Linked DNA regions of Mus musculus: region 2 is linked to region 1. The links are chromatin contacts, called in public promoter capture Hi-C maps. All regions are on one chromosome and are shown on one strand. Each heading gives the region's core, a stretch centred on a gene start, on an enhancer-like site or on the middle of the called end of the contact. The rest is flanking DNA. Distances are from core to core; before and after follow the strand shown. Region 1 overlaps Gm34177 (a long non-coding RNA gene). Region 2 holds the start of Mtarc1 (mitochondrial amidoxime reducing component 1).

Region 1 (4,684 bases), core at 679-3,178:
CGCTCGTGTTGGATGGCCCCAGGAGTCGGTGACCATGGGTCCTTTCCCCTCTTCAGCTTCCCGTCATCTCAGGATCTTCTTTAACCTCGTGGTGGTTTGAATAAGAATGGCCCCATAGGTTAATATATTTGAATACTTGGTCCCTAGTCAGTGGAACTGTTTGCAAAGAATATGGAAGTATGGCCTTGATGGAGGAGGTGTGTCACTAGAGACGGGGCTTTGGGGTTTCAAAAGCTCACCTGAGACCCAGTCTCATTGTCTCTGCCTGCAACTTACTGGTCAGAAGTGAGCTGTCAGCTACTGCTCCAGCGGCTTGGCTGCATGCCTGCCATTGTGCCTCCTGCCCTGATGCTCACAGACTCGTGTCTGAAACTGTAAGCAGGTCCCCAGTAAATGCTTCCTTCATAAACTGCCTCGATCATGGTGTCTCTTCACCCTGCTCTAGAAACCCCATGTCTACGCCATCCTCCTTAGCATCACCCTTACTTCTCTGAGCTCTCTTTCCCTTTTTCCTATGTCCTGACTCTCATTTGACATTGAACTCCCTTGAAAGCACCTCCAAGTTAGCCTTGCCGTGTGTTGATGTTGCCTAGGAGATGGAACGCCGCTCACTGCCTTGCCCCAGGTACAGGGCGTCTCAAAGAAGTCTCTGTGAAACTGAAATGGCTTTGTTTGTAGCACTGGGCTTTAATTTTTAGGAAAAAAAAATTGAAGTTCCTAAGGAAGATCACTACATTCTCTTTAATGTGTAGTATTTTGTGCATTAAAATGCTGAAATAATTTTTATTCAAGCTGTGTGAGAGATAAAGCAGCAATATACACCTACTCTTCGCCTCTGAAATCATCATAAATACTGTTGTCTGTTGATCTTAAACTCATGTCTGTTACGATGCACCAGATGTTAGGAAATACAATATTTAATGGGGCCCTAAGCATTATCAACCATTTATTTACACCTAGGTCCTCCAGCTACTTCCTGTTCCCCGAGAGCAGGCAGTGTGTTGTTGGCGAGCTTAGCCTCAGTCCCCAGCAGTGTTCCTGAACAAGACTGAATGGGGCTCAAACCTTTGTCAAATGTGCACATCGCTTCTATAGACTTTATCACATCCTATGCCCATAACAAGCCTGACTGGCCAGTACCATGATCCCCATTTAAGACTTGAGGAAATTAAAACGTAGGGAGATTAAACCGTTGTGGCATAGGTGCACAGTTAACAAGTGCCACAAACTTAACTCCAGCCAGTGCCTTCTGAGTTACAAATCCTGTATTCTTTATATTGTTTACATTATGCCATGGGCGCTTTCAGGTGCCGCTTGTCTCTTGACTGAAAAAATGACCACCATCATCACCGTTTTCCAGGTCAAGAAAAGCAGAACTCAAAGCCCTGCCAGGTAATTCTGTTCTCATCTCCGGCAACTGCAGGAACCAAGAATAGGAAATCAGCCCAATTGTTCATTCCTCAGTCAATTCGAGTGCATGTAATGAACACCATGTGTTCCTTGATCAAATAATCCCACCAATAAGATGAGCACAGACCAGCATGCCTGGTGTAAAACTCCCTCCTAGTTGGTGGTAACAGAGCTGAGCAGTATGCTGGAGGCAGAAGTGCTTAGAAAAAGTGTCACTTCCTTTGACCTCCTAACCAACACACTGAGAAATTACCAGCTGTGTGCTTCTGATGACAGTTTGATCTTGTGACATGCATGCTATCTTATCTAGATCTTTCTCACTCTATGGCTGTATTCCCTTCATCTTGCTACAGTCTGGCCATAGGAATCCCATTCCTCCACTTCTAAACCTCTGAAGCAAGCTTGTAAACTCCCATAGTTGAAGTTGAAACCAGAGCTCGCAGCGAGGCCCAAGGCCATGTACAGTTCACCAGCTGCTTATGCCCTGAGTGTTGACTGGAGTGTATTGACTCCAGTCAATACTCAGGGCATAGAGAGCACTTGCTTTGTCTCAAGCACCTTTCTGAATAGGTCAGGGATCTGGAATCCTTCAAAGCCCAGGGTCCAGATGGATCTGCTATTGCCACAGCCTCCTCAGCCATTCCCAGTGCCCAGCCTATGTCCTTTGCCTCTCTCTCAGAACTCAGTGTTTGAAGTGTCATGTCTTGTGCTGGTGAGCAACAACCCAAAAATCTCATTCCCAGCCTCTTCCAGGGCAGTCAGTAGGAGACAATGGAGCTGCATAGACTTGCTAAGGATCTGTGTTAAGGCGAGAAGCAGCCTCACACCTGTGTTCTTGGTACACGCTTTGAAATATTAATTGACTCATTTCTAAATCTGAAGAAGAAGTGCAGACTTGGAGACACTGGATTTTTGGCATGAGGATTTCTAACTGTGAGAGCCTTATGTGGTAATTTTTACTTATCTATTTTTCAAGACTGTAATAAAACTTGGCTAGAATATGGAATAAGAAAGAACTTGAAAAACAAAATCTAGTGAGTATCCATCCATTCTCAAGAAAAACTAAGAGTTCATCCTCCCCGTGATGTGAAGCTTTAGCAGAGGAATCTAGAAAGAAAGGCTTGGAAGGGATTATGGAATCGACCAGAGGTTTAATAACCAAAAATAATTCATATTGAAAGGTTTACTATGAAATCAAATAGCAGACGAAGACAGATGAAAGCTCCAAAGTGTTTGTGGGCTTTTCCTCAGACAACGCCAGTCAGGATGCAGTGATAATGCTCAGGAGTATCAAGGAAGGGTGGGTACTCTGTTGTGCCTGAGGTACATGCCTCCTCAGTTGGTTTAGGGACCTGACAGGCCAATGTCCTATGTCACCACGATAGTGTTCTTACTAAGCTCTTGGCCTTAAGAGCTCCTAAACTCTCATAAGACAAATTGGAATACTTTCCCAAAACAATAAGCCTCTCCAAAGAGCCCATGGGACCCCATCTATCTTCTTTTCGCTTCCTGGATCAAGGTGTAAATATGCACTCTCTACTCTGATGCACTCTCTACTATGACCATCTATCTATGTGCTGTTTGAAGGTTAAATAAATCGGCTTTCTTCTAACTCCCTACTGATCTTGGAATTTGGATCACTCACCATCATAAGAAGCTTATCTTGGGTATCTCAATTTACTGGTGAGAATCTGACTGACATAATACCAAAGGCAATATGAGTTGTATCTGTCTTCAAGTTCATAGGTCATTTGTTTTTACTTGTATGTTTGTTTTTACACATGTTCTATAGAAAATACTGTAGGAGTAGAAATCACCTCTCCCCAGTACAGTGGCATTCACTGAAACCGTGTGTGAGTCACAGCCCAGGTGGTAATGATCAAATAACTAGTCAGGCAAACAGATTTTCACTATAGTAGAGGTAGGTTCTGTAGTGGCAGAGAGAATTCTGCACACTGCAAACCAAAAAAGAAAGCCTTAGCCCATCTTCTAAGTCCTGTTTCTCCTAGACCCAACCTTGGAACTCAGCAAGTATTTAATACATGATGTATAAATAAGTCCATGGTGAATCTGGGAAAGCCATGTGTTTATGCAATCAAGGCAAGGTCAGTCTTTCTTAGAGAATGCTGGAAACTTCTACTGGAGAACAGGTCAACTCAAATGCCTTGAGTCCTACTACAGCTCACTGACAATATTCCAAGGCCAGAGGTATTATTATCTTCTACTACCCCAAAATGGCAAGGCAGGGCAATCTTCCTAAAGGCACCTCAAAGTTTATATTCTTTAAAAAGAAGAAAAAACTTTCTGAGTATGTGTGTAGGTGTGTGCATGTTATGATACGATGTGTGTGGAAACCAGTGGACAGTTTTCCAAGAGTTGGTTCTCTAATTCTACCATGGGTTCCAGGGATCAAACTCACATCCCTGTAGGCTTATATGGCAAGTGTTTTTACCTGCTGAGCCCTCTTGTCGTCACACTCTCACCTGTCCAGGTAAGGGAGCCAGGATGAATCTGTCCTGCAGAATCATCTGGCCCTTACAAGGCTCGATGGCAGGAGGAAAGCAGCATTCTTTTTGTTAGAAACCCTGGTCTATCAGGTATAAGGCCGGATGTGTGCCAGGCCTGAGTGGGAACCGTATACAGAGAACCACCAGCAAATTCAAGAATTCCACAAAGGAAAACATGGAGACAAGAGTTAACTGTGGTGAACACACCATTTATTGACTGGAAGATGGCAATCATAACTCCTCATGGACTTTGGAAGACCCATGGAGGTACAGCTGTTCCAATCCAACCCTACCAACTCATTTTCTAAGTTATAAAGCCAGGCTCACACCAACCCATAATGCATGCACATAATCTCAGACCATCATTGTTTATCTAATCCCTTTAAAGCAGAGACTATAATTATGACCAGATAACCAAGTTGCTTCCTGGCACCTATCCTGACCCACAATCTCCCGGACCTCACCTACTGCTTCTACTCTGTTCCATTGATTCATTACCTGACTCTTCCGTCTTTGATATGGATCTAGCCCCAGTTGTTTTGAAGACTATGACATTTTTCTCAGGACCCATGAACTTCTGCTTCTCCTTCAGTGTTTCATCCCTGCTTGGCCCCACAGTGGAGTACTCCACTCTTACCCAGATCCAGCCCAGCCCAATACCTATCAAGCACATCTGAGACACCAACAGCTCACACATACCTCCCTAGCAGTGTAGACCCCAGACCTCAGACACAGTTATGACACAGGAAAATCCACATATACTCTAA
Region 2 (4,513 bases), core at 1,454-3,953, 490 kb after region 1:
TGTGGCCTCTGTCAGTCTCGACAGCGTATTCCTCTAGACGCTAGAGTCTAACACTTGTACTGTTGCTTTGCTTCAAACAAAGTTTTTGGCACGCCCTGATTTAAAAAAGAAAGAAAGAGAGAAAAGAAAAGAACGTTGGAGACGGGGCCAAGAACTCAGGAAAGGCCCAGCCCAGCCACTGACCACCAATAACCAACAAAGTATGCGAGTAATGGCCCTCCGGCGTTCAGCGTTGCTCAACCTTCACCACAGCTTCCAAAGTTTCATCTTTTCAAACAGAAACTCTGCGCCCAGTAAGCAGCAACTCACTGCACCCGCCACCCCCTCCAGCCCCAGAACCTCCTCTCCTACTTCCGTTTATGAATTTGGAGTCAAGGAGTTGGAGCTGAAATCCTGTACAACTAGTCCCTCTGTCCTGCTCAGTTAAATTAGCGTTGTGTTTTCGTTGTCCGTCTGTGTTATTACAGGCACCACAACTGCACTCCTTGCCGAGGCTGGGTGATATTCCAGTGTCTGTATAAACCACATTTTATTTAATTTCCTCACCCCCTGATGGACACTTGGGTCATCTCCCCTTCTTACTCGCCGCTGTGCACAGTCAAGTTTCAGTGTTCCCCGTCCCCTGTTTTCAACTCCTCCTGGTAAACACGTTAGAACATGTTTAAGCCTGGTGTCTTTTCCCATCTATCTAGAATGGTTTTCTAATTTACTTGCCTGGAAAGGGCCTGGCTGTTTTCTAGTTTTCAGTGCAAGCAATTGACTTTTTTTTTCTTCTAATTTTTCCCTGAGTACCCCCTAGGCAGCCTCCCGGACCCTTCCTCTCTCTTCTCTGTCACTTGTCACTGTCCCCCTCATTGTATGTTTGGCTGTTTGCATTTGTTGTTATTTATTTGTTTATTGCTTATGTTCCCTGAGAGCTTGTGACGAAAGTGAAGAATTTGACACCACAGCTGTGGTGCAATTCAGAACATGTTTTCTGAATCAATACGGTAATAAAATGGCAATGCCCTTTGCCTCTGAGGCTGACAGAATCGATCTATAGACAAGAAGCTAGTGTATGTGGGATCCCACTGCTCAAAACAGGGAATAGTTAGGGTTCCTGACTGCCTGGAGCAGAGGTGAGCAGCTGACCTTTGAACTTTGTCCAGAACTGCTGTGTCTCAGTGAAAGGACCATTGGTGTATTTTCTAGTGAAGGAGAGTCAGCCTCTAATGATCTTTGGTTCTTGAGATATGAAGAATTGCAAAACACAGGTGATGGGGAGAGGGGGGGGGTTGGGGCGGGCGGAGAGCAGTCTCACATTACAAGGTCCACACTGAACCGAGGAACCCACTCATCTGTAACTGCCCATCAACCTTATGTAAAAGCCACCCGTAAATCAGCTATGAGACAAGAAGGGCTTTGGAGCAAAAATCTCCATTTCTTCTTCCTGAACCAGTCGGTCAGCATGTCCACTGGACCGGCCTGATCTGAGGCGAATGGCTTGTGTTAGCTTTAGAGAGCTGAGACGGGGAGGTCGCAGCCTCTGTTAGCCTGTGTCCTCTGCTGAAGGAGAGGCCTGAGGATCCTGATACGCAGCCTTCCAGTGATGCCCAGAGCTGGTGGGAGACCAGACCTGAAGAGAGCAGAGCTGCTGAACCTTCGCTGAAGTCCCGGCGACAGGGGTCACTCCTCAGCTGGACTCTTAGTCGCTGTTTACAAATCCCAGGTTGCCCCCCCCCCCACCCAGTGCAGAACCTTTATCTGACAAGAGCCTTGGGGAAATAACACTCACAGCTTATTTTCTTAAGCTGTCATGCATGCTCAACTACTGCACTAACAGGGATGAGCCGTGCCTAGGATCCAGGATCTATTGTCTTAGTTTTTCTAAATTTAAGACTATCACTGAGAGTAAAGTAACCAAGGACCAGTCCCTTCAGGGTCCCTGGGTGGAGGGAGATTGAAGTTTCTTCTTGCGGATTGGCCGGCGTGAGAAATGCCTCGTCTAACACCACAAGATTTGAAATAGCCACGAGAGGATGGATAGAGAGATGTCCAACTCCAGGAAGCGTGAAACCCGGGAACTTCAGAGTTCCAGGTCCCCCGAGTTGGCTGGCGGAGGGTGAAGTTCATTTTTTCCGTTTCTCACCACCCCTTTCCCAGCCTCCGGTCTCTAGTCTGAGTAAGAAGGGACCGGCGAGCGGACCCCGCTGACCTCCCCACACCCACACAGCCTAGGTCAGCGTGGTGATGCTCGGTGCTCAGCGTACCTGTCGCGCAGGTGGCCATAGCGCAGCCCCATGGCAGTGCACTCTGCCTCGCTCACCGACAACCCCTTGCAGGACTTGATTGGGTAGATCCAGAGCTGTGCCACCGTTCCCACTTGCTGTAGCCGCCGGCGTCGCCGGGGACGCGCACGACGCCAGGCCACTGTCCCCAGGGCCACCGCGGCCAGTCCCAGCGCGGCGACGCCGAGCCAGGTGGACCGCGGCTGGCCCGGGACCCGAAACGCGGAGAAGCCGAAGAGGGTCAGCGCCCAGGACCCCGCACCCATGACTGGAGAGGGCGGGATGAGCGCTTGATACACCTCCGGCGCCGACTGGACCAAGAGCTACTGTGGCCAGCGGCCTGGGCCTGAGCCCAAAGGTCAGCAGCTCCTGACCCTTCCCCTCCAATCCAAATTGTGCATCTTCATTCGGCCTGGGCGGGAGGTGGTGGCTCAGCTGTGGAATCTCACCGCCTGCCCCTACTTTCCGCTGCCTTCCCCCCCTTCGGTCCCTCCCTCCCTCCCTCCCCTTCCCTCCCTCGCTGACCCTCTCCCAGGATCAATCAGTGCAGAGCAGCTTATTTACATGTTTGCAGAGTTGTTTATTTGACCTAAAACACACAACGTTTGCAGAACGTGGCGTGATTTTGAAATTAGAAACCAGGCTGCGGGCAGCCGCCCCTCTGGGGTCTGTGGGGAGCAGTTTGGCAGCAGCCAGGGTGCTTCCAACCAGCTGGGATATGAAGGGAAAAGATCTGACCAGCCTTGAGGATCTACAGGGCCAATCCTGGGCTGCAGCTATTCGTAGACACCCGCCCCCCGCACCCCCCACCCACACGCCCCTCTTTTCCCTGCGTCCTAATGTGGACTTGCACTGCCAGGTATCTCTTCCGAAGGCTACCGCATCTTGAACAACAAAGACAAGACCATCAAGGTACCTTGGGCGCCTTAGGCACCTGTTTGGTGTGTCAAGCTGCTAAAATGTCATATTTATTCAAGACTGTTCTAACCAGAGCATTTTCTCTACTAAGTTAAGGCAGAGAGACTGGACTTTGTACTGAAACAAGGGCTGGGGATTTTACAGCCAAGGGGCAGTGCGGGGATGAACCTGGCTGCAGGAATAAAGATTTCTCTGAAGAGAAGCTTGTGCCCTTCCCTCTAGCCAACAGACTCTTGAAACAGTGGACCAAGAAACTGGGACTCCCCCGACTTCACCCCATCCCAAGTCTCAAGGTGAGAGAAGGAGATGGCTGGGAGCCATCAATCAATCGGAGGGAGAGCCTGCCTCCCAGAGGGAGATTCCACAGAGTTCTGACAAAGCCTCAGACCGCCTGAAACACGGGAGGGTCTGATGGGTAGGATCACACTTTGACCAGAATAGTTCTGCTGATGGGCAGCATCCTAAAGCAGAGGGGGCAGTCCCCAAAACTCGATGTTCACGTGGAAATGCAAGAATGAGGTATCATGGAGGCCAGCCGAGGCCAGGCAATGTGCTGCCGGCTGAGTTGGACGCCCTGTAGAGGTGCCCTGTAGAGAGGCCACTGTGTGGAGAGTGGGAGAAGCAAGCAGAACGCTAGCACACACTGGCCTCAGCTAGCTGGGCGACTCACTTCCCTGGGTTTGGGCATGAAATGTCACCCTCTAGCTTGCATGTCCCCCCGGCTGGTGGCGCTATCTGGGGAGGCTGAAGTAAATGATGAGGTGTAGCCTAGCTGGGGAGGAAGGAAGTCTCCTGAGGGCTGGCCCCTTCCTGACCATCTGCTTCCTTCCCTTGGCTTGTCAGGTAAAATTGACTCAGGATACAGCTTCATATCCCACATTTACCTCACAGCCTGCTGGAAGCCAAGGGCCCAGGACCCAGCGAAGGAGAAGACGGAAGGAGCAACAGCTGTCCCCCATGGATGATATGTCTTTTGACATCATCAGCTATATGCCTTAGACCAGCCGTTCTCAACCTTCCTAATACGGCTCCTCATGTGGTGGCGACCCCCAACCATAAAATTCTTTTCACTGCTACTTCATACCTGTAATAGTGCTACTGTTAGGAATCGTATCGTAAATACCTGATAGGCAGGATATCTGATATGTGGCCCCTGTGGAAGGATCGTGACCCACAGGTTGAGAAGTGCCCTGTACACACCAGTGACCAATTAAGGCTTAGAACCCAGGGAAGACACGTGGTGATCTTGTAAAATGAGTAAGAAGCAAAAGTCACAGAGGAAGTAGGAGAGACTCGCACTTATTAATGACAATGGAACCACACAGCTG

The links. Promoter capture Hi-C pulls out the DNA fragments that hold promoters and counts their contacts.
Region 2: a contact with region 1 is called in a promoter capture Hi-C map of the HPC-7 cell line, with 5 times the contacts expected there. The contact joins the promoter of Mtarc1 here to the enhancer-like site in region 1. A contact is called at or near these places in 6 of 39 promoter capture datasets (the 3T3-L1 cell line, the HPC-7 cell line, HPC-7-derived erythroid cells and 3 more), 1 of 115 datasets of contacts at active chromatin or transcription factors (pancreatic cancer cells) and 1 of 9 other capture datasets (liver).

What each region holds. Positions count from the first base shown.
Region 1 is chr1:184,319,068-184,323,751 of GRCm38.p6, forward strand. All of the region lies in intron 2 of Gm34177 (a long non-coding RNA gene), which reads right to left. Among named protein-coding and RNA genes, the nearest start is that of Gm34177, 8.0 kb to the right of the region's middle. Within about 2 kb of position 1,929, at least 9 of the 459 cell types and tissues checked have an H3K27ac peak or open chromatin away from gene starts, as enhancers often do. A contact at or near this core is called in the HPC-7 cell line, where this site is marked.
Region 2 is chr1:184,808,597-184,813,109 of GRCm38.p6, forward strand. Mtarc1 (mitochondrial amidoxime reducing component 1) reads right to left here and starts at 2,704. Exons shown (of 7, transcript NM_001290273.1): 1 at 2,250-2,704. The coding sequence starts at 2,533. Mtarc2 (mitochondrial amidoxime reducing component 2) reads right to left here. Exons shown (of 8, transcript NM_133684.4): 8 at 4,470-4,513.